Linked DNA regions of Mus musculus: all the other regions are linked to region 6. A link is a contact called in public ChIA-PET, Hi-C, HiChIP or PLAC-seq and promoter capture Hi-C data. All regions are on one chromosome and are shown on one strand. The core of a region is the stretch at or near the end of the contact, and the rest is flanking DNA. Distances in the headings are between cores, read along the strand shown.

Region 1 (4,406 bases), core at 222-2,721, 900 kb after region 6:
AGGACTGACATCCAAGCTTGTCCTCTGACCTCTGTGTGCACACACAAGACTATAAATAAAATGTTGTGAATACTTTGGAAAGCAGACATTAAACATGTTATTGGTCCTCCAAATCTATTACATTTATCTATCTATTATTTCTATGTATGTGTGGATGCACACACGAGGCAGTTCACTCTTTCCTTCTACCATATGGGTCCTGGGAGGTGGGGAGAAATCGAACCCAGGTCCTCCGGCTCGGTGGCAGATGCTTATCTCTGCTGAGCCATCTCACCTGCCTGGTCCTTACAGATTGAATTGGGCTAAAGCTGGTTTCCATTTTTCAAACTGGCATGTTATAAAAAAAATGAGGATTTCTATTTCCTGAGGACGGAGGAAAGCCTGAGTTAACTAGGTCCCTCTTGGTGGCCTGGCACAGTGCTTCAGGCACACCCTTACCCAACAGACATTCGCTGACCTGTTGTCCCATTAACTAGAGATCTGTGTCTGCCGGTAAAGCCTGTTTTCCTCAGCCTGTCTGATAGGAGCTGCCAGAGCCTTCATCTGTGCCATAGCCCTGTGCTGTGGAACCTTACCAGTGCACTAGGAACCAGGCCATGCTACTCTAAGCTGTGTTCACACAACACACCAATCTTCAGATGTGGCTCTCCTGGGAATACATCTACAGGCAGCTGCCCTGAGTTCACAGTGCCTTTCCTTCTCTGGGTTCCTCCTATAGTTCAATTATTCAGAATTCCCTCTCCATACCTGGCAAGTATCTTTCCATCTTGGAGCAAGAGAAGTTTCCAGATACAACACTTGAATCTGTAGTACTGAGTGACTGAGACGGGACGGTGTTAGAGCAAGAATAGTGAAGGTGTGGGCATTTAATTCCAGAAACCCGGGGCAACTTTATTGTTATTGGGAAAGACCCTGCCGTAGGACAGGGACTATGCAGTAGTGATTCCAGCAAAAGCAGAAGTTAGGGTGAAAATAAAAGTATGTGTGTGGGGAAGGGAGTGAGTGTGGGGGTGGGGAGACTTCAGCAGAGTTGAAAGCAACATGGAAAGAGAATTCCCAAAGGCAGATTAGGGGGTAGAGCTTCTTGTTTCACTAGTGAAAAGCTGATGTGGTAGATTCGGAATGATGACTATAGTAACAGCAGTCAAGGGACAGAGATTCCCTTACCATTTCAGAGCATGTGCCGTAAAGAGAAGGGGATTTCCAGGACACGGAAAAGCAGGTGGAAAGTCAAGGCAGTCAGCGTGGAGGGGGATTCTGGGGACCTTTGTGGATCCTCAGTTTTTCAGGACTGGTATAAGACCTGGGATTGGCAGATGAAGCCTGGAGAAGGCCGCCCCAGCGCCTGGAGGAGGGAGGTGGGTGGGGTCTGATGTGGCTCTCCTTGGAGCTGTCTGGGAGGATATGCAAATTTGGGGCCGCGGGAGAGAGTGGAAGGGCTGGATTGGCTGCGGTTGAGCATTGAGGAGGCTGGCTTGGAGAGCTGCCTGTTTGAAAGCCTTGCTCAGACATGAACTGGACTGCCAGCTCTGTTGTCTGTCAGTCTTTCGGATCAAAGACGGTGATACTCACGAGCTTTAGGGAGATAAGGCTGCTGGGATATTTTCCCTCCTGGAGTAAAACTAGGCCCAACCAGTCAGACTGGGAACTTATTGTCGGTTTTCTAGGATGAGTTTTACTGGTAAAACTAGATGTGTCCTAGACTCTTAAGGGGCCTGTTTATACTGAGTATATTTTGAATGCCAACGTCCAAGTGGGAAATCACATTCTAAGGTCAGCAGGTGAGAGGCAGGACTCTCTGCCCTACTTTTCTCTGCGTGTATCTACCTGTTTGTATCTCTCTCTCTCTCTCTCTCTCTCTCTCTCTCTCTCTCTCTCTCTGTGTGTGTGTGTGTGTGTGTGTGTGTGTGTGAGAGAGAGAGAGAGGGGGGGGGGCAAGCTTGCCTCTGTATACACAAGTGTCTCTGTGAGTTCATGTATGTGTCTGTATTAGTGTGTGAGCGTGTGAGCTTACCTCTATATACACAAGTGTCTCTGTGAATGCATGTGGTGTGTGTGTGTGTGCCTGTGTCTGTGTGTGACTATGCGAGCATGTAAGCTTGCCTCTCTATACACAAGTGTCCCTGTGAGCTCAGGCTTTTCTAAATGTCACTCCTGGCCCTCATCTGATTGGCAAGCCTTGTGCCGGGCATGATGAAAAACCAGGCGGCTTGTTTGCAATTTCTTATTTGTTTATGGTAAGGAAGTAAATCAATTGCAGAATTTTCAGGAGTGGAGGGCCAAGGGATATTTACTGTCAACAAGGTAAGGACGGGGAGATGTAAGGTACTGGGCACCAAGGTGCACCTGGTGCCAGGACAACAGGATAAAGAAAAAAAAAAAAAAAACAGGATAAGTTCCAACTCGTTTTCATCACGTCTCCTTTTTAGTCTTTCTACAGTTCCCTGAAAGATGGCAGATGAATTCTTCCATGCTGGAAAGGAAAACTGCAGTGAGCAGGCAAGAAGAAGTCAAGTCTCTGGTCCACGTTCACAATTCCAGAGAAGTTTTATCCAGAGAGTAACGTTGCTGGGAAAGCTACCCACCAGATTTGTCCTCCATCGGGAAAGAAAGCAGAAGGTTGCTGCTATACTGGGGGTTGACCAAGAAGCCATGAAGTCTCTTCCAGAGGGAGACTTAGACCATTGCCTGCTGAGCAAGGTGAGCCAGGGCTGGCCTCTCCTGGGCACACCCTCTAACTCTCCATCCCATGGCCATTGATCAGAAGGAATCCCCTGCTTCTGGAGGCCATAGATGCCTCGTTCTCAGGAACTCAGGGTGGCTACCCTCAGCACCCTGAGGAGGTCCATATGGCCAGTTAATTATCTGAGCCTCAGACTTCAGACTTCTTTCTGTAAAATGAGAATCTGAGTGGGATTACTGGGATATGAGTAGCCAGGCACAGGCACGGTGACAGACATGGGGATCAGAAACTGAGAGTATTTTGGTCTACATGAATCCTTGCCTCAAAAACAGCTACAAAACCAAAACACAACAACAACAACAAAAACCTACAAAAAAACCCAAAACCAACCAAACAAAAAGAACTTAAGACAATGTTTGTTTGTTTGTTTTAAAACTACAAAACTGATAGTTTTTAAATATTGTTTGGGGGCTAGAGAGATGGCTCAGCAGTTAAGAGTATTAACTGCTCTTCTAGAGGACCCAAGTTTGATTCTCAGCATTACATGGTGGCTCACAACCATCTGTAATTCCAGTTCTAGGGAATCTAATCTCCTCTTCTGTCTCCAGGCGCACCAGGCACATTTGTGGTGCATAGACATGCATGTAGGCAAAACACTTATACATGTAAAATTAAAACAAAATCTTCAAAAAGTATTACTTCATTTGTAAGCTGGGCATGGTGGAACCTACCTTTAGTCCCAGCACTCAGAAGTCAGAGACAGGCAACTCTCTGTTAGTTCAAAGGCCAGCCTGGTCTATTGAGTGGATTCCTGATTAGCTTGGGCTACTATATTGTGGAACCTTGACTCAAGAAAAAAGGAGAAAGACAGACAGGAAGGAAGGAAGGAAGGAAAGAAAGAAGGAAGGAAGGAAAGAAAGAAGGAAGGAAGGAAAGAAAGAAGGAAGGAAGGAAGGGGAAGAAGGAAGGAAGGGGAGGAAGGAAGGAAGGAAAGGGGGGAAAGAGGGGAAATAGGAATATGGAGAAAGAGAAGGGCTAATTTCAGTTTTAGGCTCTTTTGATGTTAGACTTTATAGGGACCTTAAATATTATTTACTTTAATCTCTTCCATTGTTCCACATACCTATGAAGCTTCTAAGGCATGTTGTTAATGTTTAAACAAAGAGGTTTAAACTGAGAGGTGGGGGACTGGTCTCTGGCTTTCACGCCTTTATACATAAACAAAGCAAAGATTATTATCACAGTGAGACATGAGTGCATTTTTTAGACATCAAGGGAAAATAAGGAAAATCGACCTGCACCAAAACCAATCTCCAGCAAAGTGGCTTCCCCGACACTCCTCTACACAGAGGCCGTGTTGACGGGCATCTTCCTGGAGTCGCATGTTTTCTGGAAAACCAGCAGCATTCCAATTTTCTTAGCATTGCATTCATTCAAGTGATTTCACCTGCCCAGTCCTCTGACCCACTCTCCCTGGGCATTGCTACCAGCAGAAATTGTAAATGGTATTCCCAACGTGGAACCCAGCCTGGATTCATGGTATGCTTGGTCTCTAGAGCATTTTCTAAAGTTTTCTCTATTGACATTTCAAAAATACCAAGATATCTACATAAGAATCTAGGCTTCTGTCCCCTGTAGGGATAAAAAGAATCACGCTACCTGGCAACCACAGGCCCGGTGTCTGGCCTGGAAATTGTGGACTGAGTGTTAGCACGTGTGACAG
Region 2 (4,184 bases), core at 1,429-3,928, 650 kb before region 6:
ATATATTTTGTTGAAATACTGTGTGCACGCTCGATCTGAACTTGTGTGCACTGTGCTTTGGTGCATTTATAAATGATAAGCTTGGATTCTGAAATTAAACTTTTTTATTTGTTATTTTCTAAAGAAAGAAAAGAAAAAAGAAAGGAAGGAAAGAAGAAAGGAAGGAAGGAAGGAAGGAAGGAAAGAAGGAAGGAAGAAAGAAAGAAAGAAAGAAAGAAAGAAAGAAAGAAAGAAAGAAAGAAAGAAAGAAAGAAAGGAAGAAAGGAAGAAACCCCTCAGCAGCTTGGGTTTAGTTGATTCCAGATGTAGAGAAGCTGACAGCCAGGATTAATCATGACATCATCCACTAAAGGTAGAACTGGAGGACAGAGGAGGAAAATATGTTGTCTGTCTGTCTATCTGTCTGCCTGTCTATCTGTCTGTCTTCAGTCCTTGGAACTGGTGATCTAACATTTCTTAGAACTTCAGCCTCAAGAATTCCAGCTGGATAGTGGTGGCCCACGCCTTTAATCCCAGCACTTGGGAGGCAGAGGCAGGTGGATTTCTGAGTTCGAGGTCAGCCTGGTCTACAGAGTGAGTTCCAGGACAGCCAGGACTATGCAGAGAAACCCTGTCTCGAAAAACAAAACAACAACAACAAAAAATTCACACCAATGGACATCTAGGGTTATAGATCACCTGACCCAAGTGTGACCCATCATTGAATTCTACTCCACACTTGCACATTAATGAAAAATAAGTGACAAACAAAATATCAGGTGGCTTCAGTGATGATGGGGGCCTCAGCAACAAATGGCAGAAGCACCACTCAGGAATACTATCCTGGCTCTTAACCATTTTCCTTTTGGGGGAGTGGGTTCAAAACAGGGTTTCTCTGTATAATCCTGGCTGTCCTGGAACTCTGCTCTGTGAACCAGGCAGGCCTCAAACTCAGATCTGCCTAGCTCTGCCTCCCAAATGCTGAAATTAAAGACAGGTACAACTATCACCCAGCTAAAATTGTAATGTCCTAAGTGTCATTGGTTGCTGTTTGTTTGTTTTGTTTTGTTTTGTTTTGTTATGGGGGGGGGGGGTTGGTTGGTTTTGGGTTTGGGTTGGGTTTGGATTGGCGGGGCAGGCGGGGGGGGGGGTTGGTTTTTGGTTTTTCTAGACAGGGTTTCCCTCTGTAGCCCTGGCTGTCCTGGAACTCACTCTGTAATCCAGGATGTCCCCAAACTCAGAGATTGCCTGCCTCTGCCTCCTGAGTGTGCCACCACTCCCAGCTCCTGTTCGTTTTCGAAGCCTGGCTGGCTAGGTCTGTAGACGCCATGTACTGTCCAAGGCTTCCCTAAGACAGCTCCTTCCCTAATTAAGTCATCCACGGCTGGTCTCTGATGTGTGTACTCAAGGACCCAAATAGTAAAGAATCAACAAGGGCTACAGGGAATTGGAGGGCTGGCTGGAAGATTGGATTTTAGAGAACAAGGCAGTAAAATCCAGCTAAGATTCAAGGAATCTGGCAGCTGCTGGCCCTGGGTGGTAAATTGCTAAAATTAAATTATCACTTAGAGTCACCTGGAATAAAAAAACCTCATTCAGGCAAAACGTTGAAGGCCATATTGCTACTCACACAGAGCAAAATGAAAAGCAGGAGTCACAGGAGCTGTTGTGAGTGTGACTTCTCCTACGAAGACTGGATAGATGAAAAAACGAGAAGTTTAAGCCTCTCTTTTCCCACCCGGAGATTTTCCAATAATGAGCAAAACCAACCTCTTCAAGCACAGCCAGGCTTCAACACCTGTTGAATTGATACCCACCCCGCCTTCCAGCTGCGGTGATAGTGGGTCACGTGGTTCAGGGAAGACTGTGACTCCAGAGTCTACTGTAAGGACACTTAACAAGATCTGAAGGACTCAAACTTCCTGAACGTTGAAACACCTGTGTCCTCTGCGTTCGCTTCTGACTAAAGTTCTGTCACTTCCTGCGCATGCGTCCTTGTGGGAGCACTCAGTCTCTTCTCGGTCACTCCCTGCGCATGCGTCCTTGTGAAAGAGCGCAGTCTCTGCTCTGTCACTCACTGCTTTACAGGTTTCTAAAGACAGTCAGACACCAATGTGGCCGGGAAGCAGAACTCTGAGCTTGTTATTACAAGAAAAGTTAAAGGCCCATCAAAAGACTGTCTGAGCCAGGCTTGTGCCTGCAATGCCAGCCCTCAGGAAGCTGAGTGAGACAGAGTCTTAAGTGAGGTCAACCTAGAATATTAGGTGACTCTCAACCATCTAGAACTCCAGTTCTAGCAGCTGATGCCCTCTTCTGGCCTCCGAAGTCACTGCATGTATACACACGGTACATAGGCACACATGCAGGCAACGCCCACATACATAAAATAAACTAAAAGCTAAAGAAAGATGGTTCTGGAAGAAAGCCAGCCAGACTGCAAAGATGGTGGGAGAGAAGCTCTTCTGAGGACAGTATTTTCTCTGCCTAGACCAGAGTGTGTGGTGTGGTGTGTGTGTGTGTGTGTGTGTGTGTGTGTGTGTGTGTGTGTGTGTGTGTAAGGCACATGCCATAGAAGGGAGTGGGGAGCCTCCAGCCTTAGATAAGTACATCTAATCGCTTAGCTGTTATGTATGTTATGTTAGCTATGTTATGTTATGTAGGAGGACTGTCTGAGAGCAGGGAGTTGTCCTATGTCTATAGACTGACTCAAACCTCTTCAAAGTCTCTGTGCAAAACAACAGCCACCACCATCGCCACCACCCCACCCTGGCCAAAATGAGCTAAGGTGCTGACTTCTGCCCACCACTCCCTCCCCACCACCTACCCCTCAAGATAAGCACCATTAAATTGTGGGTGGGTAGGAGGAGGAGCAGATCATGATGCACAAAGGTCTTTAAGCCAGGGCCAGAGTCCTCAGGCTTAGAAATCTATGTTCAGACTCAATGGGTGGCAGCTGGGACCAAGCAGAACCAAAAAGACCTAAGTCTAAGACAATACTAGCCTGGCCTGACAAATCTTGGGACTATGAACCAGGCAGTCTCTTTGCCTAAAATGGAGTTGAGACAGCCTCTGTGGGGTAGGTCAACTGGTAAACATCTTAGATGTGGTAGGTGTCAGCCCCTGAACCTTCTTCCTGTGTATGAAGAATTTGCCACAGGATGGAGGGCAAGAGGAAGAGCCCCTCCTTCCGCCAAGGCCCGTTCTCCCCCCGACTCTGTACCCATAGCATTTCAGGATGTGACACAGAGACATAGGGACAGCTCAGGTTCCACCCAGCCACTCTAGTGTGGCCCAAGATGGGAGGCAGTGTGTTCATTGAGGGACCAGCAGGTCCTGACCAGCTGGCCCTTGTGGTATGTCCCTGGAGAAGTGTCTAACCATTGTGCTTCCCCCACACTCCTGTGCATTCTCCTAGCCTGGTCTCCAGCTTGCCTGCCAATTCTGGACAGACCTAATATCATTCCATTAAATTCTTTTTGCTGCCTTGGTCACCCAGCCTGCTGCTGCCGCTGCTTAGATAAGAAGCGCCACTGGGGCAGTCAGCACAGATGCGGTTTGAAGTTGTGCCTGTGTGGATATGAAGTAAGCTGCAGAGAGAACCCCTGGGAAGGAGGAGACTGGGGTGGGGGAATCTATAAAGGGGAGTAGTGGGAGCTGGGGGTGTGCCTTGGTGGGGGCAGGGGGAGGAACAGCCAATGGAAGACACAGGAAGTGAAGAGACTTGAATACCAAGAAACGCAGTTCAAAGCTCACTATCTGAAACTGGAGTTATTCTGTTTGTGAATAAGGCACAAAGTAGGTCAGTGCCTTTCACACATGCCCTGAGCGCTGTAAGGAGAAAGAGTGACAGGGAGTGGAGATCACAGACGTGGGAAATGTCTTTGAGTCAACTTCATTTCTTCTCATTCTTCTATTGTTTTCTATTTTCATATGTGTGTGGAGCGCATATGTATATATGCATGTTTTGCCTGTATGTGTGTAAATTTGCATGTGTGGGTGCATGTGTGGAGGTTTGTGTAGAGATTCGAGGTTGATGGCAGGAGCCAGCCTCCATTGCTGTCCTACAAGGCAGGGTATCTCAATCAAACCCAGAGCGCTCCCAGACAGCTAATTCTTGCTAGTCAGCTAGCTTTGGGGGATCCCTTGTGCCCACCTTCCATGGCTGGAATCACAGAAGAGCCACCATGCCGGCCCAGCTTTTATGT
Region 3 (3,976 bases), core at 1,425-3,924, 530 kb after region 6:
GAACAAAATTTTAAAAGCCCAGAGCACTTTGGAAGTGGTAAACAGGGAAGAGACTGCATTCTCATCAGGAGAACTAGAGGCTTTCTGGAGCTGGGGATTTGCGTTGGTATTATGTAAATTTCCACTGGAATTAAAGCATCCCATCCTTCAGGAAAGCTTAAGCAGGGAGATACACAATTCAAAATAGCTTGAGGAAGTTCCTGAAACTAAGTGGATTCACTAAGCCCCTCCCTGCCTGAGTAAGTAATAAAAGCTGAGAGTCCTTCTCAAAGAAAGATAGCCAAGCTGCAAAGAAGGGTCTCAGACAAATGGAACAGCAAAGAAGACTCAAAGACCAGACCAGCAGCCTGGAAGAATCGTAAATCAGTTGAGCTGCCTGGAAGAGGTTTAGACCCACTGAGGACACTCTCCAACCTGTTGAGCAGCCTGCAGGATGTGCAGTGCGTTCCAGATTCCCAGCTTTGTGAAGTGCCACCCATGTTGGGGTACGCCTTGGTGATGCAGCTGTCTTTGAGTCGTTTCTGCTCCTGGAGCCTCTCTAAAACTCATTGGTTCACCACGTTGGACTTTGGTGGTATCCACACTTTGTTCTGTCATAGGTTCCCTATCTGGGGTGAACAGATGTGTGTGTCGCATCTCCCCAGAAAAAGTTTTGTCATACAACTGTTGGGTCTTGGTAGATAGGGTGGATCATAGCAGGTAGAGCATTACAAGCCTTGGGGGAAGGAGGGAGGGACGGAAAATATAAGACCAGGAAGCTGCTGTTGCACGCATGGAAGGTAGGCATGTTGACATTTGGAAAAGAACCCAATGCATAGTGTTGCTCTTCCCCTATGCAGTTTGAAATAAACGGATTAGCAAAACAAGAGAGTAGCAGGTGGTGCCCGTGGAGTCACCTGAATTATTGATAAAGGTGTAGCTGGGGGAGTCAATGTCAGATGAATGGCTAGTAGTGCTGAACAGCTCTGCCACAGGTAGCTCGCTCTATCCAGTGCAACGCTCGGTTGCACGGACCACCACTCAGTGTCTGAATGCCTTCAGTTGAACTTTTCAACTCTGAAACTCTAGTTCATGGGGTAAAAACAAATAGTAGATAGCACTTTGACGTGAACTCATCATTTATAATATTCTGGGTTATCCTTCTCCCCTGACCCCTCTCAGAAGCATCACATTATAAGGTTACTTAAATCACCCAGAGCAAGCTGGAATGCCATTCCATGAAAATTCATTGTGGGTCTTAGTATTACACAGGACTCCTGGAGAACCTCACACTTGAACTGGGATGTCTTGCTCTGCTTTACGTGTGAAGGTTCTAAGTGGTAAGGTGAATGGGACTCCGTTTCCAGACTTCTTTGGCTTTCCCACCTTAGCAGCTAAGCATGCCGGGCAGACAGCTGGATTTACCCGAGGAAACGGGATGCTGGACTCTAGATCTGCTCTCCGGAGTCATTTAGAGGCTGCAGTTCAGGTACATGCAGATGGTGGGGTCATTGGAGTCTGGAGGCTAGGAGTGTGGAACATCGTCCTGCCACCGTGAACATCTGGGTGTACTTAGAAGGACGTGGCCTGGATGGTGGAGAAAATGGAATATAGAGGAGTTAGGAAAAAGCAGACAGTAAGGACTTCCTGAGGCTACAGGTTCCCAAACAAGGCTACTTCACAAAGAGCCTGCATTTTCGCAAGGCAAATCACCCCCAGCATTCCTGCAAACAAACTGCAGATTCAGCACTTCCCGCTGTGCGTGCCTTCGCGGGAGCATTTTGTCATGGCAGCTATAGATCTGTCATTCTGGGCATGGATTCTATGACGACTAAGAAAGAAGGGTGAGAATATTCACAAAAACAGTTGCCAACTGTTCTGCACTTTCTAATACTAGAATTTCAACCCTTCAAGGACATTAGAGTCCTCACCACTATCCAGACAGGGAAAGGAAGCTTAGCGAGGGAAGTGGTCTCAATCGGTCTGGAACTTTTGGCTCCCTGCCTTCAGAGATGCGCTCTCCTGGTAGTTTCCAGTAGGCAGGCATGTCTGCTCTGGTAGAAGAGGAGCGGGGAGAAGCTGCTGTAGGACTGTGGGCGTTGGTGGTTACGGGCTGGGTCATCTCTTGAGCTACATTGGAGTTTAAGTGTATTATGTGTGCTGAAAAATGTATGAGTTGGGGGAGGGGTAGAAATTGGTTCTTGAGCCATGTGGATATGCGGGTTGGAGCTTTTAATGATGGCAAACAATGAGGGCTTGGATTTTATGCACAATTGTAAGTGTGTGTGTGTGTGCGCGTGCGTGTGTGATCTTGGGGGTATGTTGGGGTGCTGGGTGGAGAGACATCAACCCCTGCGTCATGTATTCAGGAATTCAGGATGAAATTTGTTAGGCTGTGTGCTAGTGGGTCCACTTGGGAGGGGAGATGTCAGTCCCTGGCCAGGCCGTGTGTGTGTGTGTGTGTGTGTGTGTGTGTGTGTGTGTGTGTGTGTTCAGGATGAGATTTGTTAGGCTGTGTGCTAGTGGGTCCACTTGGGAGGGGAGATGTCAGTCCCTGGCCAGGCCGTGTGTGTGTGTGTGTGTGTGTGTGTGTGTGTGTGTGTGTGTGTGTGTGTGTGTCCCCGTGCCCCGCCCTCCGCTGCAGGTGGGCCGGGCCGGCAGCGGGGCCCGCAGCGCTCGCAGCTCTTGGCTGGCGGCCGCGCCGGGCTAGCAGGGCTGGGCTGGGGCTGCGGGGCGGCGCCGGGACAGGAAGCGGAAAGCAGCAGAGACCAGCGGCCGCGGCGGGGCTGTGCCTCCACTGCAGCCCAGCGCAGGCCGCGGAGCCCGGGCGCTGCAGCCGAGAGCGCGGGCGTGGAGCGCGACGGGCCGGCGCCGGGGTGAGTCCCGGGAGAGGCGGGCGCGGCGCGGCGCGGCGGCTCGAGACTGAGCTGGGTGGGAGGTCAGGCCAACTGCGGGTGTCCCTGCTCCCCAGCAGTCCGACTGGGGTCCGGGCCCTCGGACCGGGAGACCCCTGGGTTCCTCCGGGTCGAGCTCCCCGAGACGCGGGTCCTTCCATCCCTGCCCCGGGCTCTCTCCGCTCCATTCCAGTGCTCGGAGTCCTGGGGCAGCCTGCGCTACCTCGGACTTCTTTGCCTTGTCTGGCCTTCGGAGTGCGCCCCTGAGTGCGCGTGCCGGGTGGTGGCCAGGGAATGACGGCGTGTCGGAGGCAACCAGTGGCTGGACGCGCCTTGCAGGGCAGAACGCGATGGGGGTCCCCGCCAGGACCCGGGGTCAACTGGCCGGTTTTCCAGCACAGGAACGGAGCTGGCTCGTGTTTCTCACTTCGCTTACAAAACCGCAGCCCGGGAGGCCTGGGGGGCGCGGCCAGTTGCGCATCGCGGAGCGCAACAGGCAGGTAGTTTACTTTCAAAAGCGCCGGGGCGGAGCAGAGGCGAGCAGCCAGTCCCAGCCAAAGGAGGAGTCCCTGTCCTGGGCAACCTCGCCGCACTCGGGCAGCCTTAGACACCAGTCGAACCTTATTTCATCCTGCAGCCATTGAACTGCCCCGAGCAGCGCGCCCAGAGAAGTGTGAAGCTTTATAAAAATTTAAAAGCGTCGGTGGTGGAAGCAGGAGTGGGGGCGGAGCCGTAGCCTGGTGGGCTAAGTGATGAGGAGAGGAGAGTCGGAGCCGGGCAATCTCAATTTTCATGTCTCCAAACCGGGTGTGATGCCCAGATCGCGAAGATGAGCTCCTTCTGAAGTTCATGGAGGGGTGGCAGGGGTCTTTATTGGCATGGTTGTGTGGTTGGTGCGTGCGTTAGTTTGAACCCGTTTGAGGGGACTGTGGTCAGGAGTGCGCGCGCCCTTACAGGCGAATTCCAAAAGTTAGCTGTGAAGACTAGTGTTTTCACTGACGTGTTTATACGTTTTACGGGGTTTGCTGAAAAAATATTATAAGTTATGTCACCAATCAACAATACTAATTAGCCTTCTCCTTCTAGTGGGCGTGTTGATTACA
Region 4 (4,170 bases), core at 502-3,001, 580 kb after region 6:
ACATGTATCTCTGCACTGAGTGCATACACATGCACTCCTGTCATACTAAGTGCATGTTCGTGCTTCCCTGCCACCCTGAGCATGTACACACGTTCCTGTCACTGTCCACTAAACAACACAGTGTAGCAGCTACTTAGCATCACAGTGGAGTAGGTGCTGCAAGCCATGTAGAGATTAAGCATTCTAAAGTACACGGGTAACTGCAGGGTACATGCAAACGGTGAGCCCGTTTATATGAGAGACTTGAACATCAGATTATAGTATATAAGGGGCATCCTAGAATCAGCTTTTCAATTAGTATCTGTATGTACAACTCTACATTAAAGGTAGGTTGCCCACCCCCAGAATATTATTCTGTGTAACTTCAAACTGGAAATCGTTTACAAAAGCAAGAGTGTCTAGCATGCTGTGGTATATCATCTGTTGCAATGTGGGTGAACACTTGAATATTTTGTTACAAAAGTCCACATACAACAGGTTGCAAATAGAAAACTATTGTCCCCTTGTGCAGAGGAATAGCTTCTGTCAAGGAGAAGGGACCGCTGGTTTCCTATCTCCAGGGTTTCTTAAAGTTGTCTGATATATTCCCGTTTCATTTTTTAAATGTATGCTTTCTTGGATTTTTATTTAAAAAAGAAAAGTCCAATGTAGAAAATTATGTTTTCAGCCAGCTGTGGTAGATTATCACCGTAATCACACTGCTTGGGAGGCCAAGGCAGAAGGCTTATGGATTCAAGACCACCCTGTGCTATGTAGTGAATTCTGGTCCAGCCTGTGCTACCTATCAGAAACTTTCTCAGAAACAAAACAAAAACAAACAAAAAAACAACCAATCAAACAAGAACAAAACCAAAACCGAAACTGGAGCTGGTGAGACGGCTCTTTGGATAAAGGTGCTTGCTGCCAAGCCTGAGTTCAGGCCCCAGAACTACATGCTGGAAGGAGAGAACTGACTCGGGAAACTGTTTTCCAGCACACACATGCCATGGCATGCATAGGCGTGCACACACACAAACTCAGAGAGAGAGACAGAGACAGAGAGAACACAAAGTAATTAGAACCCCCACACTATCAACAAAACCGCACTCTGCCCCCACCCCCCACTCCTTCCAGTTCGGGCTGACGTGTGTTCTCTTAGCTGAGTCTGAGTCTAGCTTTTAAGGCAGAGATGCTTTAATACTAGACACGCCTGCGTTTTGGAAGCCTGCTTTCTTCACTCAAGGTTTCTTGGATCATTCATTCCATACACTCAGATCTGACTCACGCAGCTTTCACTGTGAATAGCTGCTCCCGATTCCACCAGATATGTAGATTTGCCTAACCACTTGTCTGTTGGTGCACCTTTGAATTAAGTTTCACTGGTCAAAGCCAGGGGTTGGCTGTTTCTGTGACTCCGATTTCACTGGAGCACAGCAGCGCTTTCTTGTGTGCCTATCACCATGGCTACAGCTGCTTGCACTGCCCGGCAGAGTGGAGGAGTTATGAAAGAGGATTGCTTGAAACCCAAAAAGGTCCTCACCTTGGCCTAGGACCAGATGGCTACATGCCAGTATTTTTCAATTTATATTGTCAGTTCATTCTTTCTCCCAACCAAACTGATGTATGTATTTAATTCCATGCCAGGCACATTAGAAAGTCATACTTTAAAAAGTGGAAGACAGGGTTGACGTAGTTCTTATCTTCTACAAGTTTGAAGCCTCGAGGGGAGGAGACAGCAAGTCAGCAGAGTTCAGGAAGTGAACTATGGCATGACGTCATCGCCAGGGGTTTCAGGAGCTTTGGCAAAAGAACACGTTGATCCATCTGAGGGATAGTGTAAGATGTGAAGGTCTAGGAGGGATTTCTGGGACAGCTCTCAGCAGGAGGGATGGCACATGAAGATGTAGTGGAATCAGAGAACTTCAGTCTGCTTGGTGTCGTGTCCCTGGAGCAAGCACTCAGGAGAGGGGACGTGGGTCTGGCCATACGGAGCCCTAGCCACACATGCATCAGTTCTGCATGACAGACAACACCCACAGTGTGCCTACTGGGAGTGCTTTGTGCACCTCTTGGCAGCTCAGTGGGCGAGGTTGAGAGAACCGGGCAAATGACTGAGCAAGGTCACACAACCAGCAGGTGGTAGAGCCATGCAGTTTTGTCTGTGCGGTTGTCCTTGTCTGTCTGCCCAGGATTCACTGACTACGTCTCTGTTCCAGGCACTCAGCCTGCCCTCGGGGATTCTTGGCTTTAGCAGGGAGGGAGAGGTGCCCGTGTCTTCAGGTGGCATGTTACATCAACAGTGGTAGCCAATCCACTTCCCTCAACTCACCCTCTGATTGTAAATTGCCAAAAGAAAATTCCGAAGCCCAAGGAGTCTTCCTTCTACAGAGAGGGTCTCGTGGGCCTTCAGCATGAGAGGCTGAACTCTAGTCTAAGGTATGGGGTAGTTGGGTAACATTTTCTAGGGAAAACAAGATGGAGCCTAGCTATAACGCACAGCAACCCTTGTAACTTCACCAATGTTCTTCCTTGGCTTTCAGGCTTTCCTTGAACGATACCTCAGTGCGGGCCCCACCTTGCAGTATGACAAGGATCGATGGCTCTCGACACAGTGGAGACTTATTAGTGAGGAGGCTGTGACAAACGGGTTACGGGATGGAATTGTTTTCGTCCTTAAATGCTTGGACTTCAGCCTCGTGGTCAATGTGAAGAAAATCCCATTCATTGTACTCTCAGAAGAGTTCATAGACCCTAAATCTCACAAGTTTGTTCTTCGCTTACAGTCTGAGACATCAGTCTAAAATTTCTATACTTGTGGCTTTATGAAAAACAAAAGAATATATAAATATATATATATATATATGTCCAGGAGGAAGTTCTTTTATAAAGATTTTTTAAAATTCTTCAATGCTGACTCAAACTGGCAGAGGATAGACCAGTATCCTTCGACCATCTGCACTTTATTTGGAAGGAAGCAGGAGATGCCCACCCCAACAAGTGACTGTTGGCATCTGACTTTAATAGATGGGACTTCTGAAGAAGCTGTTCCCTGGAGTTTCTGTGACAGCTGTAAACCAAAGTGTAGCTGCTGTGTGTCCTTGGGAGCCTCGCCTTACAACTGGTCCCTGCCTGTGGCCCAGTACCACACCCGCCTGGACTTCTGGTCTACCACCTCATAGATCCTAGGGGCCTCACTTTATTCTGCTTCAGGAAGCCAAACACTACACACCCACTTGCGTGTTTGTGCATGTAGTTATCCACATCACCACACCACCCTGGGGAGTGGTGGGCAGTACAGGAAATGTCCAACCGCCTGAGTTTTTAATCATTTGTTGCCTTACATTGCGAAGAGAAAGAAACTGATAGGAAATGTGCACTGCCGTTTTGCAGCTGTTAAGTGATTGGCTTTCCATTTTCCCCTGAGAGAGAGCCTACCTGCCCTGTTTTTGGCCCTGCTCCTCTGTTGGCCCTTCCCTAGCCCTGGGATTGCCTACCTGGGCTTCACTCTAACGCCCACTCTCCTTAGCATCTGGACCACAGCTGTACATGGTGGGCAGCCTGGCCAGGCTAGCTTGGTCCTCCAGAGATGTCAGGGATTTGGCTTTCCAAGTATACCCACAGCTCTTTGCACAGCCTCTCCCAGTCTTTCTCCCGAGAAGTAGGGTATGACTCTGGGGATCTATTCAGCCGCAGCACCTCCCTTAGGCTGCAGCAGGAGCCCATCCACCCAGTCCTCCTCAGCCCTGCTTCACACAAACCAGGAGAGACCAACACTGTGACTCCCAGTTGGCAGGTGCCCCATGTAGCCATCTAATTTCCCAGGGAGACAAGTATTCAACAAAGCTCATGTGCCAAGCTTCCCTGCCACGGGAAACCAAACAGTGCCCACCACCCTGGCAACTACTGCTGTCCCATCCCTGAGGTTTGTGACCACCACCACTGTGCAACTTATCACAAGGAAAAGGGTCGCTGGGAAAGGGAGAGTTGAGTCAGCCGTGCAGTCCCGAAGGCTCCTTCTGTCAGCATGTTGTAGCTGGTTTCAGAGGACAATGCCCTTGATGTCCCATTTGTAGACATAGCTGCTTCCTGGCAGAGTCCTGTGCAGGGGAGTGCCCAAGGAGTCATTTCCTGACACCTTGTAGTGGGCTGTCCCAGTCTCTGCTTGCCTACATCCGAAGCAATGCTCCACCA
Region 5 (4,481 bases), core at 560-3,059, 810 kb after region 6:
AAAGCTAAACAAAATATATATAAAAAAAATTCCAAAGTCTGCGAACTACAATTTTATATTCAAATATTTTCTGTGTAGAAAAAAAGTGGGAAAAATGCAAAACAAATAATGAATTATTTAATAAATAACTATGTAACACTAAACAAAGTATGTCATAATAAAAATAACGAAAAGTGGGGTGCAAATACAGCCAGATCATGGTCTAGGAGGGCAAAATGAGCAAGTTTATTCCCAAAACAGTCGTAAATAAAAATGGAAACATTTTTAGAAAAAAAAATAGTAAAAGTTCTTTAATAAGAAACAAAGCTGAGTGACCCCTCTCCTCCCTGCCCCTCCCTCTTCTCACAGAGAGCACTGCCTGCCAAGAAAGCTAGACCATATGGTTAAAGGGAAGTCTTGCTGCTTTATCTTTGTAGTCCTGGCTGCCAGGGATCTCATTCTGTAGCTGAGCCCAGCCTCTGCTTCCCCAGGGCTGGAATCAAAGGTCTGTGCTGCCTCTATGGCTGCTGCCACCACCACTGGCTTAAGCACTTCCAATTCATCTTTTGTGGCCACCACACTGGCTGCTTCCAACCCTGCCATAGTCAACATTGTATCATTTTATTACAATAATTAGGTAGATGACCACTAAAGGGCAGTTATAAACAGCAGACATAATTAATGGGAAATTGTGGAAGCACAACAAGAATGCTTGCAAGACAAGGGGACCTCCTGGTCATCCATTATACTCTGTATTATATTCAGGGGATGGTTCGTTTTAACGATCAAAACCTAGCCTCGGCTGGGAAGGAAGTTCCCATTCACTCAGTGAGGAGCAGTCTAGAGTAGGTTGGCCCTGGACATGCTTCTGAGGGAATTTGTTTAAAAACTGGGTTGTTAGAAAGCCCCCCCCCCCCATATGTGTGAGGCCATTTCATAGGTTGGGCCCTAGTCTGAACGAATGAGTGAGGGAACTAGCTGATCACTGGTGAGCGCATCCATCACATCACTGCCCTCTGTTCTTGTCTGTGGATGCCATGTTACTAGCTGCTTAAGTTCCTGGTGCCTCGACTTCCCAGCAATGATGGGCTCTGAGAGAAACTGTGAGCCAAATAAACTCCACCCCCCCCCCCGCCCCCAAGTTTCTTCTGTCATGCTATTATCACACCAACAGAAAGCAAAGGTAAACTTAGCGATAGTTTAGATTAGTAGTTCTCAACCTTCCTAATGCAGTGACTCTCTAACACAGTTCCTCGTGTTGTGGTGACCCCCTAACCATAAAAATAATTTTTTGTTATTGCATAACTGTAATCTTGCTACTGTTATGAATTGTAATGTAAATATCTGATATCTGACCCTTGTGAAAGGGTCTTTGGTCCTGACCCACATGTTGAGATATGCTGGTTTAGATACTTGCAATAGTTTAAAAACAAAACAGGATTAGGTGTGGGGCCACTAGTAATCTGTCCCCACACTTCTTCAGCCCTGTGCCAAACTCCATTGACAGACCTTGGCAACCATGACCCCCTGCCCTTGTCCCTTGTCCCTTGTCCGTGGGCCTAGTGGGCACTACTAAGTGGATGTCTCGAGGCGCGGAGCTTACATCTGACCCTGTGTACCTAAAGCAAGACAAAGGAGGAAGGGGACAGATGCCTCCCGGCCCTCTTCTCGGAAGGCTCTAGAGCTCTGAGCGCCCCCGCATTCCACCGCTTTGTGCGAAGGGGCGAACCCCGCGGGACACGGCGTGGAGCTGCCGGCCCCTCCCGTGAGTCGCCCTGGCCGCCCGCGCCGCACCCACTTCCTCTTTCCCTTCCGCGCGCCAGCCAACCGCTCGCCAAAAATTCCTGTCACTTCTGACAGGAAGCGGGGAGGCCGCGCCGGGGCGACCAGCATCGCATCTCCGCCGCGACCCCGGACCCGGTCGTCTGCAGGGTCCCGCCTGCGCCTGGGCCCCAGCCCCGCCCGGTTCTCCACCCCCGGCTCGGCCCAGTCCTCTGTCCCCGCCTCGGCCGCGGTCCGCCCGGTCCTCCTTCCCGGTCCCTGCCGCTCGGCCCTCCGTCCCCGCCCGGCTCAGTCCTCGGTCGCTCCGTCGCCCGATCTTCAGCCACCGCGCAGCCAGGTCCTCCGTCGCGGTGGCGGCCGGGTCCTCGGGCGCGAGCCCGCCATGGAGGTGGAGGAGGCGTTCCAGGCGGTGGGCGAGATGGGCCTCTATCAGATGTACTTGTGCTTCCTGCTGGCTGTGCTGCTGCAGGTGAGTCCCCGGCTCCCCGCGGCCCCCGGGGCGCTCTCAGCTCAGGCTGGCCCCAGGTGTGGCGCGAGAGCGCAGGGAGGGAGGGGGCGGGCGGGCGCCGCGCGGTGGCGGGCCAGCCACTGAGCTCTCCCAGGCTGTCACCCAGAGCCTGGCACTGACACTTCGCCACCAGAGCTAGTTGAAAGATGAAACCCATTACCCGGGATCAAAAGGATTCGGCACCCTAACCCCTTACAGAGTGAGACAGAGAAAGCATGGACAACCTGCCCACAAAAGATCAGGTCTAGCTAGTATGGCCTCCTTCAGCCCTCTCTGAGATTGAGGGAGGCTTCCTATTAAAGGGGCTTTCCATCCACGGGAATTTATTTCTCTCTAGTTAAAGTTCTACTGGGTTATTAAGCTCCGAGGCCAGCTTTGGTCTAGGGAAATGATACCATCCACACAGTGTGGTTCATTGTATTGAATTCTCAGAAACCAGCTGCACACCTCAACCTAAAACTCTTGATTTTAGGAGTCCTTGGGCTCTTTAAGAGGTTCATTCTTGTAGTCCTAGCACTATGGAAACTGAGGCAGGAGAAGGATGGCTCTTCTTCTAGGCAAATTCAAAGCCAGCCTGAGCAGCTCAGATTGTCCCTAGGAAGCAGGTCAGTCAGTGGTAAAGCCCTAGATGTGCAAGGCTCTGGGTTTGATCCCTACCACCAGGGCCAGAAAATGAAGCTAGCTCCCTGTCCCGGAGGCTTGCAATCCTGGGATGAAGTGGTCTGTGACACTGACACTGTGAGGCTGACAGCTGAGCTAAGTAAGTTAAGGTATTATTGCAAGGGAAGTACTGGCTGGCCGCGGTTATAACCAGAGCCCACAAGTTGCTTCAACGTTGTGTTGATGCTGCAGCAGGAAGAGAGGCAGTAAGGTAAAACTTAATCTACTGATTCTCTTTCCCCATTAAAATCTTCAGTTGACTTCAGCACCAGGCAGAACATCGGTTCAAGTGGTGATACTTGGAAGCCTTTCTCTTAGCAGAGTAAGAATTAGTATAGAGAAATAGAACTGCAACTGCAATGTCTGGTCTTCATGTATAATGGTTTCTTTGACAATATTCCATCTAACCAGGAGTTCCAAGTATATATCCCCTCTCCTGGCAATCCTTTTGGCCACTTCTCTGCTCCACTTCTTGTGTTAGCATCTTATTTGCCTAGCCAGGTGGTTGCCAACTTAGAATCAAATCTTGAGTGTGGCACTGAGAAGGCCAGTATTCTGGGTCAGGACCTGTTAACTTTCCTGGGCTTTTATCACCTCGTTGCCAGCTGGAGATGCAGGGCCTTGCGCTTTTTATACGAGAGCTTTACTGCTGACCTACACCTTCTTCCCCTCCCTCCCATGCTTTTATTAATGGCTGACCTAGTTCATTGTAGTTTGTTAAGGAAGAGTTCCAAGCCCATGATCTTTTTGCTCAGCAACTGTTGGTTGATTTATGGTCACCATTTGCCAAGTTTTCAAGTGTTATTGGCAATGGATGGTTGTTTATCTTGTAGGTGTGGGCTGTATGGGTTGCCGTGTCCCTGCCTCCACCTGAGTTCCACGGGAAGACGACTTTATAATTCGATGTGTCTGAAAGGATAGCTGATTCTTCTGAAGTCCCTGCTGTGGAGAAGTGATGAGGGTCACACCGTAGCGTTATTGAAGACCTTACTGTACTATAGTCTAAGTCCAGCCCATTGCAATAGAAGAGTTCAGCCATGGAGAGAACCTGCCGTTCTCACTGCCTGCATCCGCAGTGAAAAAGATGCCTCTGATCACAGGCTTAAACACGTGCAAGAAGTCAGAGCAGATGAAGGAAGACCCAGATGAAGGAGCAGTTGCAGGCCCAGCTGCTGTACTGCTTGACCAATACTTGACAGGGGACATGGAACACCGAAGCACCCACCCCAACATTTTGAGCACAAAACCAAAAAGAGCTGCCTTTCACATTCACACCCCCTCCCTAGATCTTGCTTACAAATATTTTTGTAGGTCATCTTAGACAAGAATATCCCAGGCTACACTTGAGTTTGTAATATTAAGTGCATCTTTAATAGTTCCATCTGCTAAAGGATAGCTGTATTGATAACAGATTGTACTTTTATGTTGATTTACTTAATTTTTTAAATTTTTTTGTTGTTGTTATTGTTGTTGTTGTTGTTTTTCCAAGACAGGGTTTCTTTGTGTAGTCTTGGCTATCCTGGAACTCACTCTGTAGATCAGGCAGACCTCG
Region 6 (4,317 bases), core at 370-2,869:
CTGCGCTTGTGACCCGGGTGTGAAGCTTGTCACTTGGTCACCCTGCCTTACTTTGTTTTTGTTGTTCTCTGTGGGCTGTTCTCTTAGCTGTAGTAGCAGCTTTGGGAACAGCATCTATCTAGTAGTTGTTTGATGGTGATTCTGAAACATGCCCGTGGGTTCAGATTACCTGGATGCCTTCTAGAATAGCTTGCTGGGCTCCTCCCCAACACTGTCTGATTCAGCGAGCCGGGCTGAGTGAAAATATATGTTTCTGAAAATTCCCCAGGGAGCCCTGATGCTGTTGACCCAGGAGCCACATTCTGAGGACAGCTGGGTGACTGAACCTCCCACAGGATGAAGATGGAGGAGGCAGCCTTTGAGTCCTGTCTCTGCCACTCAACAGCTGTGGGACCTATCTGATCCCCCACGTCTTCGTCTATGAAGATGGGGATGCCCTGCTTGCACATGCGCACTGTCCCTAACCCACTGCAAAGGTTTGATAAGTCTGGAGAAGCTGGCACAAAATAAGCACTAAACCCAGCCTGAGAGACTTCCCTCCCTGGCTCACACAAAGTATGTTGTAAGCAGTGAGAGTAACGGGTGTCACTGCAACATGGCACCTATAATTAACAGCCTTCGAAATTAAGCCAGACTTATAAACAAACAAACAAACAAACAAACAAACAAACAATACAGCACAAGGGCGCTCAGAAAGTCTTCTTCCTGGAGTGTGATGGGTGTAAAAGCCAAGTTGTACAAAGTCTATATGTATTTTTAAAATACAGGGGATGTCCCCAGGTACTGCCTCCAGACTGTCCATTGCTAGCCAGTGTTGGTCATGGCCACGCAGTCTCTGAAGAGCTTAGAGTTGCTGGAGTCACCCAGGCTTCAGGGCTGATGGGTTGGTAGTCACAAGTGAGGCCCATCGTTCAATAATTTATTACTTATCGTCCATCCAGCCTCCTCAGAGCAGATGGGACAACCATCGCGGCCAGTCCAGTGGTTTCAAAGCATCCCAAAGCATCTCTGCTCCTGCAGTTACCCACATCCCCTGAAGCGAGACTCGTGTCTTCCCTCAGGGTCTATCTGAGCAGCTACACTGGCTGGCATTCTGTTACTGGAAGGCCAATAGGGACTGTGCAGAATGGGCCTCTGACCGTTTTCCAGGGCTCGGGAGAGAGTATTCCAGGGATGGTACACCTCTAACTATGCCCTGCTAACACAGTAGACTGGGGCCATGGCACTCTCTCTGGCTGTCTCTATGCATCTCTACCCAGGGAATGCTGCCAGGTCTACACCACCCTGCAAAGTTGAATGAGATCATTTCAAGAGTACTGGTTGTACGCAGGGACCCTAGGGGGATGTTGCTGCTCTTCCAAAATCCCTCCATTTTCCAACCCCTCGTAAAAGAGCACCCACCACTGCCCACCCAGAAGACCCCCCCCCCCGCCAATGCCCAAGAAAAGGACGATCTTCCCCACTCTTTCAATTTTCTCTACTGTCCGTTATTTTCCCAACAAACCACCAGAGCCAGGCGGCGTGTCCGCACACTCTTGGTTGGGGCGCCACCCCAGGCAGCCCTACGGTAGGGATTTCCCTCCCAGAGCCTTGGCCCGGCCGCCGGGTTCCCCAGAGAAGGCAGCGCGAGAAGTGGGTGTGTGTACACAGCAGGATGCAGGGAGCACGGGCCGCCAGGCCCCCAGCCCTCGGAATATTGGGGCCCGCTAGATCCCCGCACCTGGCGCCACCCGCCGGGCGATGCCGCCGAAGATGATGGCTTCTTTCGGGGGAGCATCGCACCGTGTCTCCTCTTCTCATCACCTCTGGTAGCTCAAGCTTCTCTATGTCCTATCCCCCTCCATATGTCCCCTCCCTCTTTGTCTGCTTAGCGCCTCTGAACATCCTGCCCTCTCCTATGGCCCAACTCTATTGCGGTCACCTCCCCGGGGACCCTGGCCCCCTAACCGGCCCGCCGGTTCGGGTCTCACCCAGAACAGCAGGTTGAAGCCGAGCAGCAGATACTTGATGCACCGCAGGCCCCCGCGAAAACGCCCCATGCTGCGACCCCGGCGGCGGGCTCCCGATTCCCCAGGCCCGCGCCGAGCCCCGGGAGCGGCGGGCGCCGGTGGAGGGGCGGGGCGGGTTGGGAGGGGCGTGACCTGTGGGCGTGGTCTGCGGGCGGGGATTTGGTCGCGAGCGGCCAGCTGGCTGTGGCTGGGGCGCCCTGGGGTGGAGATCCCGGTCCCACGCACCCGCTCCGGCCCTTGGAGGTAGCACCACCTTCGTCCACGCTGGTGGGCTTGGGCTCCTGTAGCTATCCGAGCATATGTGCGCCCACCCGGAACGCGGGGTCCATTTAATCAGTGCCGGGTGCCCAGACTCCCTTGAGGCCCTCGATGATGGTTGAAGTTATCCTGCGTGTCTATGGAAACCTAGGGAGGTGACTTCAGATGGTAAAGCTAATAGGATCGGTGAAGCCGGTAGAGACTCTGTGGTGAGGCGCCAGGCAGAGTGTCCAGGGCTGCAGTTAAGCAGAGTCCTGCAAGCGCCCAGGCCGCGGGCGGAGGCCGCTGCTGGGGACCCTCCCTCCTGCCGCTGCGTTCCTAGAGGACTGTTACCTTAATAGGCAAGAACTGGGAGTAGGCGCGCCAGGCGGAGGCCCTGGGCCCTGACACTGCTTCCCACCCTGCCCAGTCCAGCCCACCAGATCAGGGAAAGGGAGTCAGACCTCTCACTCACATCCTGCTAGGTTTGATAGATCGGGGGCCTTGAAAGAAGTCCAGATTCTTAGGGTCTAGACTGAGATGTGTAGATCAGGGAAAGGGAGCGAGTTCTGTTTTGCTTTGTTTTTATTAAGCTAGGCGACTGGTGAAGAATCGGGCATTCACTTCAGTTGACTAAGTGTCTACAATATGTGGTGTCAGACGGCACGGGGGAGACAGGAAAGTGTAAAATCAGGGAGCTTGTGCATTAATTTAGCAACACTCTAAGTGCCAATTATAGGCCAGGCATAGTAGCAAGCCCTGGGGACACCAGAAGAATGCCAGGCTTGCTATCACATCTTTACTGGAGGGCACAGATCTGTAAGCAAATTTTTGGAACAAGGTGAGGTGGGTGGGCTAGGAGCTGGGCAAGAGACTGCTTCTGCCTTGACTAAGGAAGGCTTTTCAAGAAGACTGGACCTGATCCTAATTTGTAAAATAGGTGTCAGTAGCTGGGCAGTGGTTGTTCACGCCTTTAATCCCAGCTCTTGGGAGGCAGAGGCAGGCAGATTTCTGAGTTTGAGGCCAGCCTGGTCTACAGAGTGAGTTCCAGGATAGCCAGGGCTATACAGAGAAACCCTGTCTCAAAAAACCAAAACCAAACAAACAAAAAGGTGCCAGTAGAGAGAGCAGGGGGTCAGGGGAGGAAGCAGAGGAAGTACAACCTAGCCTGGGAGCAGGAGTCAGAGAGATGGCCAAGGTGAGGGGAGTCAGGAGCTCACCAGAACAAATCACAGAGGGCAGGCACTTGACTAATGTGACACATTACCCCATTATCTTGGGGCCTCTCTTTCCCATCTCAGTATGGAGATTGTACAACCTGCTTCAAAAGAGTTGTGAAGATTAAGGAGTTAATATATGTACAGTGAGATCAGTGAGGCACATGAGATTATGATATAAGGTAGCCAGGACCTCACCAACCATTCATTCAATTTCTTCCGTGTTACAGTCAGGCATATTTCCATCTTTGAAAAGCTAGTGAATTTTATTTATGAAACTGAGAAGGCAAATGAAAGTGCTGCTTCTGGTAGTAACAGTGAACTGGAGACAAAGATGAAGTCATTAAGTATGCGGAGGCGAAGCCCTGGTTTCAGTTACACTTATAGCTCTCTCTCACCTTGGTTTTGCTTTGAAAGAGGAACTAAATTAATAAGTGGTCTCTACTATCCAGTAGGCATTCAGTAAATCAACTGAGGGAACAGTAATATTATACTGTTGTGTTACATTGTTGAATTTTATGTCTGTAATATTTACAGATTATATATTCTGTAGTCTCTGGAAACAGAATTCCTATTATGATATATAATAAATCCATTGTTCTCTCATCCTGTAACCCTTGTGCATTTACTAGAAATGTTTCATTGCATGCCTAACGTGACACTTTTAGATCTGCAGTATGTACTGAACCCTTAGCTTAGTAACTTTTCCTGTTGCTGTGATAAAGCAGCAAAGGAGGAACCAGCTCACAGTTCAAGCGATGGAAGTTACCGTTACCGCAGCAGGAACTTGAGCTGGCCACATTGTATTCAATGTCAAGAATCAGAGAGTTATAAATGCTTGGTTTTGGAGCAGG

What was found. Promoter capture Hi-C pulls out the DNA fragments that hold promoters and counts their contacts. Hi-C and Micro-C count contacts between places; a contact is called where the count stands out from the background. ChIA-PET counts read pairs in DNA pulled down with a chosen protein or histone mark. HiChIP or PLAC-seq counts read pairs in DNA pulled down with a chosen protein or histone mark.
Region 1: a promoter capture Hi-C map of hippocampal neurons shows a contact between it and region 6, with 3 times the contacts expected there. The contact joins the promoter of Mab21l3 here to the promoter of Tspan2os in region 6. A contact is called at or near these places in 9 of 39 promoter capture datasets (the 3T3-L1 cell line, 3T3-L1-derived adipocytes, cranial neural crest and 5 more) and 1 of 115 datasets of contacts at active chromatin or transcription factors (bone marrow-derived dendritic cells).
Region 2: an RNA polymerase II ChIA-PET map of memory CD8 T cells shows a contact between it and region 6, with 12 read pairs. The contact joins the enhancer-like site here to the promoter of Tspan2os in region 6. A contact is called at or near these places in 4 of 39 promoter capture datasets (hippocampal neurons, liver, pre-B cells and 1 more) and 3 of 115 datasets of contacts at active chromatin or transcription factors (large pre-B cells, memory CD8 T cells and thymic regulatory T cells).
Region 3: a promoter capture Hi-C map of second pharyngeal arch cranial neural crest shows a contact between it and region 6. The contact joins the promoter of Vangl1 here to the promoter of Tspan2os in region 6. A contact is called at or near these places in 12 of 39 promoter capture datasets (the 3T3-L1 cell line, the SN4741 cell line, cranial neural crest and 7 more), 1 of 484 Hi-C or Micro-C datasets (embryonic stem cells), 4 of 115 datasets of contacts at active chromatin or transcription factors (craniofacial prominence, embryonic forebrain, embryonic stem cells and 1 more) and 1 of 9 other capture datasets (embryonic stem cells).
Region 4: a contact with region 6 is called in an H3K27ac HiChIP or PLAC-seq map of embryonic stem cells, with 2.9 times the contacts expected there. The contact joins the enhancer-like site here to the promoter of Tspan2os in region 6. A contact is called at or near these places in 2 of 39 promoter capture datasets (embryonic stem cells and hippocampal neurons), 5 of 115 datasets of contacts at active chromatin or transcription factors (embryonic stem cells, stem cell-derived neural progenitor cells and trophoblast stem cells) and 1 of 9 other capture datasets (embryonic stem cells).
Region 5: a Hi-C map of LSK cells shows a contact between it and region 6, with 4 times the contacts expected there. The contact joins the promoter of Slc22a15 here to the promoter of Tspan2os in region 6. A contact is called at or near these places in 3 of 39 promoter capture datasets (the SN4741 cell line, hippocampal neurons and second pharyngeal arch cranial neural crest), 1 of 484 Hi-C or Micro-C datasets (LSK cells) and 5 of 115 datasets of contacts at active chromatin or transcription factors (bone marrow-derived macrophages, embryonic forebrain, fetal liver and 2 more).

Annotation. Positions count from the first base shown.
Region 1 is chr3:101,833,288-101,837,693 of GRCm38.p6, reverse strand. It overlaps Mab21l3 (mab-21-like 3), which reads left to right and starts at 1,471. Exons shown (of 7, transcript NM_172295.4): 1 at 1,471-1,773; 2 at 2,430-2,700. The coding sequence starts at 2,452. Gm33381 (a long non-coding RNA gene) reads right to left here. Exons shown (of 3, transcript XR_003954538.1): 3 at 2,275-2,891.
Region 2 is chr3:103,384,590-103,388,773 of GRCm38.p6, reverse strand. No RefSeq gene overlaps it. Among named protein-coding and RNA genes, the nearest start is that of Gm25869, 41 kb to the left of the region's middle. Within about 2 kb of position 2,678, at least 61 of the 459 cell types and tissues checked have an H3K27ac peak or open chromatin away from gene starts, as enhancers often do. A contact at or near this core is called in memory CD8 T cells and thymic regulatory T cells, where this site is marked.
Region 3 is chr3:102,203,391-102,207,366 of GRCm38.p6, reverse strand. It overlaps Vangl1 (VANGL planar cell polarity 1), which reads left to right and starts at 2,674. Exons shown (of 8, transcript NM_177545.5): 1 at 2,674-2,855. Gm16160 (a long non-coding RNA gene) reads right to left here and starts at 3,527. Exons shown (of 3, transcript XR_375921.3): 1 at 3,097-3,527; 2 at 415-1,566.
Region 4 is chr3:102,156,847-102,161,016 of GRCm38.p6, reverse strand. It overlaps Vangl1 (VANGL planar cell polarity 1), which reads left to right. Exons shown (of 8, transcript NM_177545.5): 8 at 2,520-4,170. The coding sequence ends at 2,780. Among named protein-coding and RNA genes, the nearest start is that of Gm16160, 45 kb to the left of the region's middle. Within about 2 kb of position 1,751, at least 75 of the 459 cell types and tissues checked have an H3K27ac peak or open chromatin away from gene starts, as enhancers often do. A contact at or near this core is called in embryonic stem cells and stem cell-derived neural progenitor cells, where this site is marked.
Region 5 is chr3:101,921,781-101,926,261 of GRCm38.p6, reverse strand. Slc22a15 (solute carrier family 22 (organic anion/cation transporter), member 15) reads left to right here and starts at 1,809. Exons shown (of 12, transcript NM_001039371.2): 1 at 1,809-2,230. The coding sequence starts at 2,144.
Region 6 is chr3:102,732,719-102,737,035 of GRCm38.p6, reverse strand. Tspan2os (tetraspanin 2, opposite strand) reads left to right here and starts at 1,619. Exons shown (of 4, transcript NR_040588.1): 1 at 1,619-1,808. It overlaps Tspan2 (tetraspanin 2), which reads right to left and starts at 2,266. Exons shown (of 8, transcript NM_027533.3): 1 at 1,971-2,266. The coding sequence starts at 2,039.